Linked DNA regions of Sus scrofa: region 2 is linked to region 1. The links are chromatin contacts, called in public HiChIP or PLAC-seq maps. All regions are on one chromosome and are shown on one strand. The core of a region is the stretch at or near the end of the contact, and the rest is flanking DNA. Distances in the headings are between cores, read along the strand shown.

Region 1 (4,077 bases), core at 38-2,537:
TAGTTTTCATTGCCAAGGTAATTCTACAAAGTTAATGAATAGCTGGGTTGGAAGTGGGGGAGGGGGACAGACACAAAAACTGTCATTGGTGGGCAGCCTGTTCTGCTTCTTGGGAAGACATTGGGTACATGGTGAACCATTGAGGGTACAGTTGTCACTGTCACCATCATCAAAGTGCTTTTAATTTCTGGGGCTGTGAGCTAGGCCTACACAGAGAACTATACAGCCCCATAATTTGACTTTGACATAATTTGCATGGTCTAAGGCCAGAATTGATGTGGACACATGCAAGATGGATTTGAATCTTCAGAATGGCTTAATTCACACATTACATGCCATCATCTCTTCTACAGGTTCCTGATTATTTCTGGAGTCAAATCTATCAAGCCCTGTCTCCTCAATGATATTATTAGCTCTTTGAAGGCAGAGAACCCAACCTTACATTCCCATCTGCAGACTTACTGTATAGGACAAATACAGATGCTCAGTAAGGACCGATAAATCAAGTGGATCTGATGGATAGAGACAGAGTACCATCCAAGTTATTTAACTCCTTTAAACTCAGTTTCTGCTACGAAACGGGGAGGATAATTGTATCTAAGCCTTCACAGGAGGGCCAATACATGTAAATTGCTTAGCACACAATCTATCATTACCTGCTCAACTGTTAGTTATTAATTTAACAATACCAATTCCTACCTCCTGCTTGAGTAGCAGACAGACTATGGAAAACGGTTAGCAGCATTCACACAAATCTGGGTATTCAATTCAGCCTATGGAGGCACAGTGGTCAGTTGCCTATGCGGTGCGATTTGAGACAAAAAGATTTACCCTCTCACACAGCTTTTTCACATTTCTGCTGTAACTCCTGAACAGGGATGCTTTCATGGCGGTGTGCGTGTGAGTAATTGGCTGGGAGTTAAGGACAGAATGAGGATTTGCACTGGAAGAGAAGGATGGGACTCAAGTCGCCGTTATCAGGCACCTCTCAAAGTCTTCCTTCAAAAAACATTTATAGTTAACCCAATAAATGCCAGGCATCGTTTAGGAGTTCGGAGTCCTGTAACAAACCAGGCTCGCACCCTCGTCCAACTCCAAGCACGGTGGAAGCGAGGGTCTACAGAAAAAGAGCGACATCGGCGGAACAAGAGAAGCCGCTTACTGACGTAGTGCGCAGGCGCCACGCCCCAGCGCGGCCCGGCTCTTCCGGCGCGGCGTAAGCGCGCAGCTGAGACCAATGGGCGCGCAGCGCCGGGTCGCGCATGCGTCTTGCAGCCTCTCCCGGAAGTCGCTTCCTAGGTGCTGAGGGCGAACCCGCGGAGATGAAGTAAGGCCTCAGGTTCCTTTTGGGAAAAGGGGACAGGCGGCCGGGGGTAGTTCACTGAAGCTGGAGTGGTAGAGCACTTGTGAGGCTGAGGAGCGGGGGAGGCGCAGATACTAGAAAATTAGTCTCCCAGTTTTGCTCTCCTTTACCTCAGGCTAGGCCGCGCTTACTTGTCCGCTTTTCCGCCCCTTGTGCAGCCCTTTAACTAAAGTGAAGCTGATCAACGAGCTGAATGAGCGTGAGGTCCAGCTGGGGGTGGCGGAGAAGGTGTCTTGGCACTCCGAGTACAAGGACAGCGCCTGGATCTTCCTAGGTGAGGCCCACATCTTTCTCCCGCAGGGCTTCTCATTCTCTCCTGGCCTGCCTCCTAACATTTCAGCATTCCCGCCCATCATTCCTCCCGACATTCATCACCCACTTTTATTTACTTCCACTGTCGGCCTATAAATCCGTTTTCCAGGTCGCTTTTCTAGCTCATTTCTAGTTTGCTCTCGCTGCCAAATCAGCGTTCATGATAGGTACTGCCTGCCATTCAGTGTGCTAAGAATCGTGCCGTTTGGTTTCTCAGAGACTGTTATTATCATCCTCTTGTCCTCTAGTTATACACCTAAGGAAACTGAGATGCAGAAAAGTTAATGGACTTCCTTCAGGTCGCATAGCTAGCAAGTGGAACAGCAAGAACTGTGGGGTTTGAGAACTCCTGGTATCAGCCACTATCCGGTATTACTGCCAACTCCCTCTCCCTTCATTACCCTTCACGCAGAATTTATTTCCCCGTCCATGGCCACATCATCATTTCCATATTCACTGTGTCACATTCTGTAATTTGACAGTTTATTCGAAGAGATTATTACAACAGACATTGTGCTAGGCACTTTATAGCCATTGTTTTATTTTCATTCTTATTACAATTCTGTGAGGTAAGTGCCAATATCCCCATTTTACAGATGAAGAAGGAAACATTCGTAGGGGAATTTATTTCCTATGAAATCCTTAACAATTGTGAGGTGGGGTTAATATTTTTTTTTTCCCACTGTACAGCAAGGGGATCAGGTTATCCTTACATGTATACATTACAATTACATTTTTCCCCCACCCTTTCTTCTTTTGCAACATGAGTATCTAGACAAAGTTCTCAATGCTATTCAGCAGGATCTCCTTGTAAATCTATTCTAAGTTGTGTCTGATCAGCCCAAGCTCCCGATCCCTCCCACTCCCTCCCCCTCCCATCAGGCAGTCACAAGTCTCTTCTCCAAGTCCATGGTTTTCTTTTCTGAGGAGATGTTCATTTGTGCTGGATATTAGATTCCAGTTATGAGTGATATCATATGGTATTTGTCTTTGTCTTTCTGGCTCATTTCACTCAGTATGAGATTCTCTAGTTCCATCCATGTTGCTGCAAATGGCGTTATGTCGTTCTTTTTTATGGCTGAGTAGTATTCCATTGTATTCCATAGTATTCCACATCTTCCAAATCCAATCATCTGTCGATGGACATTTGGGTTGTTTCCATGTCCTGGCTATTGTGAATAGTGCTGCAATGAACATGTGGGTGCACGTGTCTCTTTTAAGTAGAGTTTTGTCCGGATAGATGCCCAAGAGTGGGATTGCGGGGTCATATGGAAGGTCTGTGTATAGATTTCTAAGGTATCTCCAAACTGTTCTCCATAGTGGCTGTACCAGTTTACATTCCCACCAACAGTGCAGGAGGGTTCCCTTTTCTCCACAGCCCCTCCAGCACTTGTTCTTTGTGGATTTATTAATGATGGCCATTCTGACTGGTGTGAGGTGATATCTCATGGTAGTTTTGATTTGCATTTCTCTTATAATCAGCGATGTTGAGCATTTTTTCATGTGTTTGTTGGCCATCTGGATATCTTTGGAGAAATGTCTATTCAGGTCTTTTGCCCATTTTTCCATTGCTTGATTGGCTTTTTTGCTGTTGGGTTGTATAAGTTGTTTATATATTCTAGAGATTAAGCCCTTGTCGGTTGCATCATTTGAAACTATTTTCTCCCATTCTGAAAGTTGTCTTTTTGTTTTCTTTTGGGTTTCCTTTGCTGTGCAAAAGCTTTTCAGTTTGATTAGTTCCCATTGGTAAATTTTTGCTCTTATTTCTATTGCTTTGGGAGACTGACCTGAGAAAATATTCATGATGTTGATGTCAGAGAGTGTTTTGCCTATGTTTTCTTCTAGGAGTTTGATGGTGTCCTGTCTTACATTTAAGTCTTTCAGCCATTTGGAGTTTATTTTTGTGCATGGTGTGAGGGTGTGTTCTAGTTTCATTGCTTTGCATGCAGCTGTCCAGGTTTCCCAGCAATGCTTGCTGAATAGACTTTCTTTTCCCCATTTTATGTTCTTGCCTCCCTTGTCAAAGATTAATTGACCATAGGTGTCAGGGTTTATTTCCGGGTTCTCTATTCTGTTCCATTGGTCTGTCTGTCTGTTTTGATACCAGTAGCACACTGTTTTGATGACTGTGGCTTTGTAGTATTTCTTGAAGTCTGGGAGAGTTATGCCTCCTGCTTGGTTTTTGTTTCTCCAGGATTGCTTTGGCGATTCTGGGTCTTTTGTTGTTCCATATAAATGTTTGGATTGTTTGTTCTAGTTCTGTGAACAATGTCATGGGTAATTTGATAGGGATTGCATTGAATGTGTAGATTGCTTTGGGTAGTCTGGCCATTTTTACAATATTGATTTTCCCAATCCAGGAACATGGAATATCTTTCCATTTCTTTACATCTTCTTTGATT
Region 2 (4,431 bases), core at 1,726-4,225, 490 kb after region 1:
AATAACATTTAAGTCTACCAAGTCCTACAAATTCTACTTCCCAAATATCTCCAGTCTGTTCCCTCTTCTCATCTGTTGCTCCCTTGGGTCCTTATCATCTCTCTCTGGAACAGAGTACCAGCATCCTAACTGGTCATGTTCTCTTGTAGGACACACCAAGTTGAAAACCTGATCATGGCACTCCTCTTCAAAAACATTGCTAATGATTTTTTATTGCCTACAAGCAGTATTTTCCAAATTTCCATCATTTGAGTATTACCTGATTATTTTGCCATATTCACATACCATGTGTTCTATTCTTTATTTACTATTTCTCTTTAAATCAACGTAAAACTGGTTAACTTTCTATTTTCGCTCAGCCATAAACTCAAGAACCTTAGATTCAAGGACATAATTCAGCTTTATGCTTTATAAGCCACAGTAGAACATACAATTAATGAAATTTAAAATGTCTGTGGGGGCACAATGTAACTACTAATGGTAGATGCCCTACATTCTGAGAAACACCTGCCTACGCGAACATATCCAAACTTATCACTGTGTTCAAAGTTCTTCACAAATCAGCCCTGACCTATCTTTCTAGACTCCTCTACCATCATTCCTTCCTTTTCCCAAACAATCTATACCCCTGCCATGCTGAATTCCTCAACATTGAATGGACATGCCTTCCTCATGTGAAATCCCCTGTCTTTCACAGACTGCTCCCTGTCTCTGCAATGCCTCCCCTCCACTGCTCTCTGCCTGGCAAACTCATTATCCTTCGAGACTTATGTGTCCTGTCACCTCCTCCCAGAAGCCTTCTTCCTGACTCTCCCTTACAGTTAGCCACCCCTTCCTTCATCCTCCCATAGCGCTTTGCATCTCTCTCCCCAACTAAACCGAGGGAGAGCTCACACCTCGGAACTCTGCTGCATCCCCAAACACTCTATGCAGGGCAAAGGTCATGGAGGAGACCAAGTGCCCCAGAAGGTCACTTAAAATAAAGGCCAAAAAAAAAAAAAATCAAATCCAAAGTACTGTCCAGGGGCAAATAGCTTAGAGGTATGGCATGTTTTGTATGGAGAATCACCTGATTCAGAGTCAGGAACACTGACGATAGTTTTGGCAGACACTATCGGCTACGGCTGCAATAACAGTTAAGCTAATTTGGTTTTGGCAGCTACTTTACAACAGACACATACTGACATAGAAACTAAAAAGTGAATCATTTGGGTTTTTGCTAAGGTGATCGAGCACACCTCACAATAATCTGTCCTTACCACAACTGGAATGTCAAGAACCAAAGTGAAGAGCAGCACCAGAAAACCCTGATGGAAAGAACGTAGGCTCTGGAGTCAGAAATTCATACACTCAAATCCCAACTCAACTCCTTACAATCTATGTGACTTTAGGTAGGTTGTTAAACTTGCTGACATTTTAGTTTCCTCTTCTAGAAAAATGGGAAAAATAGAACCTACTTCATAAGACTCTTAAGATAATGCAACAAAGTGCTTGTTAGACAGCACCTAGAACACTCTGTGGGCTCAAGAAATAGCAACATTATGGTTGCCCAATGAAATGACTACAATTCAGGTAATATGATGCACTAGGCAGCAAATGCATTTTTTAAGAAAATAAATCTATATCACTAGGCTTTAAAAATGACCACTCTAGAGTGTAGCTAAGAATAGCCACAAACAAAACAGTCTATAAAACAAAGCCCTTCTTGGGTTTAAATTAAACTCACACCTGGAACATACCACCATACTCCTTTGTGTTCTCCAAGAATTGATCTCAAATCAGGTTCCCCTAGGATGAAAAAACAAAAATCACCTAATCTTAATTTTTTGCTTTTAATTTGATACAGAATACTATCCAAACTATGTGGATGCCTTAAAGTGTCCTATTACTATGACCCCAAGCTTGTCAACACGATTTCTTTCCCAATCTATCCCTGCTGACACGTTTTACTCTAGTCAGGGAAGCCCACCTATTATACAAGTGCTTCCTCTTCTATAGACCCTTCTCCAATTTCAACCCCGATATTAGGAAGCAGTTTCTCCTCCCCCGCCCCCCCCCCCACTCCCGCCTGCCTGCCGCCTTTGCCCATTTTAAATCCTCTTTACTCCTTTGGAGCCCAAATTAAAATACAACTTCTTCCCAAAGCCTATCAGGATAGGTCTGGAAACTAGATGAGAGTTTCAAGCCTTCAGCACTTCCAGGATTAGGCTTGACCTTCCATTGATCAACCACCAACCCCATCAGTATCCCCTTCCACTAACCCCTCGGCACTTTTTACACGCGTTTGTAATAACAAAATACAGTCTCGTTTTGCACAGTCTACTTTATTCTGTAGTTGGTGTGCCCCCTAAATGTTTGTCAACATGAATGCTTGCTGGAAAGCCCTAAAGCGCTTGGTTTTTAAAAAAGGTCTAACTTGCTTTTTATTCTCACCAGAACACTGCACTGAACCTTAAACACATATTTCTCAAAAGTGAGATGTCTTCCCTCCTCTGCTCCCCATCCCTTCTGGAAATTGAGGGGAAACCCTTTCCGCTCCAAAGACTTGGTCAGGGAAGGGGAAGTGGCTGCAGGGGCCGATAAAGAGATGGCAACGATCTTGACCTCATTATCAAAGAGGCAGAAAGTGAAAACTTGACATAAAGTCATGCCCGGGACTGGCAAGGCATTCCCAGGCCCCCAAAGGAACTACCGGCCCGACACCCCCTCCCCCGTGGAGGCGGAGCTGGGCGGAGTCAGAGCTGAGGCCTGCGGCCCCGGAAGCTCCCTCCTCCCTAGGCCCCCACAGTCCCACAGTCCCACAGTCCCCAGCCTCAGCCGCTCAGGCTTTCTGCCTCTCTGACCTCCAGGTCCCCGGCTACTGAAGCGCTACTCCTTATAGAACCGCGGAAAATCGGACCGGTGCAGCAGCTTCCGGGCGGGCGGTGCCCTCGCGGCGCCCCACGCCGGGCGCCCGTCTTCTGAACTCCCACCTGGCGCTGCCGGCTTGGGCCCGGCGCCCAGGCCCAGGCTCGACTCTCACCGACGCCGCAACCGCTGCGGCGTCTCCTATTGGCTACTTGTTTCCAGGGAAGCCGGAGGCCCGAGCCCTTGTCCTCATGGGAAATGTAGTTTGCGGTCGCTAGAAGCTGTTCTTCCTGCGGGGCGGGGACGGAGGGCGGAATCCAATATTGACATTGGCGGAGAGACGCAAGTCAAGACGGAGGATTATGGGAGATGGAGTCGAGACATTTCTTTTTATATACCCACAATTCCTTCTCTTCTCCCCTCCTTCCGGCCCCCGAAGCTTCTCCACCACGCCCCGCCAGCCGCCTTTTCCCCGTTCTTATTGTCCCCAGAGTTTCGGCTTGAGGAGGGTATTCTGGATGTTGTAGTTTGGATTATGCAGTTTTACAGACTCTCCCTACCTGGGGTATGGGTTGTGCTTGTGGGATCAGATGGAAGTTCTAGATTGATTGTACTGTTGGTTAAGCTGGAGGGGAACACTTTATATCGTGATTTGAAATTCTCGTTGGGTTTTGATTCAGTAGCTTTTTAAAAAATGTTATTTATGCCCTGATAAGCTTAGAATTTTAACTGGTACTTTAAAATTGTCGAGGTATATTCTGTGTGAACCATCTGCATTAGAACCACTTTAAAGTTTCTGGAAAATGTATACTTTATAACTAGGAACCATCTTTTTAACTTCGAAATGGTCCCACAACAGGCATAGAAATGCGATTGAAGTCAGCCCAGAAGAAACCTCTTTAACCCATAATGAACCCACTTTGTTACTGTGAAGAACAGTGAGCACAATCATTGGTGTAATACAACAGTTTAGAAAAGATAGACAACTTGAATAATAAGAAATAACTATATTTCTTTAATAAACTATCTTTTTAATTAAAAAGATATGTTTAAAGAGGTGGATAGAGCAATATGTGAGGACACCTGAACACTTTCAAGTGATTAAAAATTTGAAGAAAATAGTTGTTTATTAGGGCAAATTTTACTCCTAACTTTTGACTTTTCTTTTCTTTGTTAGAGATGAATCCTTATAGCTGAATGGATCGTTACAGTTGGGTTACTACAGTTTTACTGATAAGGACAACTTTTTGACTCACAAATGGAATGAAGGGAAAGAAAGAGGAATTGCATTTTGGTAAGGTAATTGCCTAAAATTTTAAAAAGTGACATTACAGGAATAAGATGGATTCAATAATTTATTCAGCAATCTGCTTTGTGCAAGGCACTGGGTTAGGCACAATTGCTACAGAATTGGAAAGTAATCCTTCCTCTCAAGTAGCTCACAATCTAAGAAGGGAGAGAGGCTATACAACATGCAAAGTGCTCTAAAAAATTCTCTGTAAGGTTCTGTAGGACCATAGAAGAGGAAGAACTCATCCCACTTCTGGGGAAAGTAATACTTGAATGATGAGCTTTGAGGAACCA

What was found. HiChIP or PLAC-seq counts read pairs in DNA pulled down with a chosen protein or histone mark.
Region 2: a contact with region 1 is called in an H3K27ac HiChIP or PLAC-seq map of skeletal muscle, with 3 times the contacts expected there. The contact joins the promoter of ENOX2 here to the promoter of RBMX2 in region 1. A contact is called at or near these places in 2 of 47 Hi-C or Micro-C datasets (both in liver) and 2 of 2 datasets of contacts at active chromatin or transcription factors (alveolar macrophages and skeletal muscle).

What each region holds. Positions count from the first base shown.
Region 1 is chrX:106,879,625-106,883,701 of Sscrofa11.1, forward strand. RBMX2 (RNA binding motif protein, X-linked 2) reads left to right here and starts at 1,288. Exons shown (of 6, transcript NM_001243671.1): 1 at 1,288-1,327; 2 at 1,522-1,637. The coding sequence starts at 1,323.
Region 2 is chrX:107,365,469-107,369,899 of Sscrofa11.1, forward strand. ENOX2 (ecto-NOX disulfide-thiol exchanger 2) reads right to left here and starts at 2,976. Exons shown (of 15, transcript XM_021080170.1): 1 at 2,900-2,976; 2 at 1,729-1,788. ARHGAP36 (rho GTPase-activating protein 36) reads left to right here and starts at 3,084. Exons shown (of 13, transcript XM_021080173.1): 1 at 3,084-3,356; 2 at 4,025-4,141. The coding sequence starts at 4,111.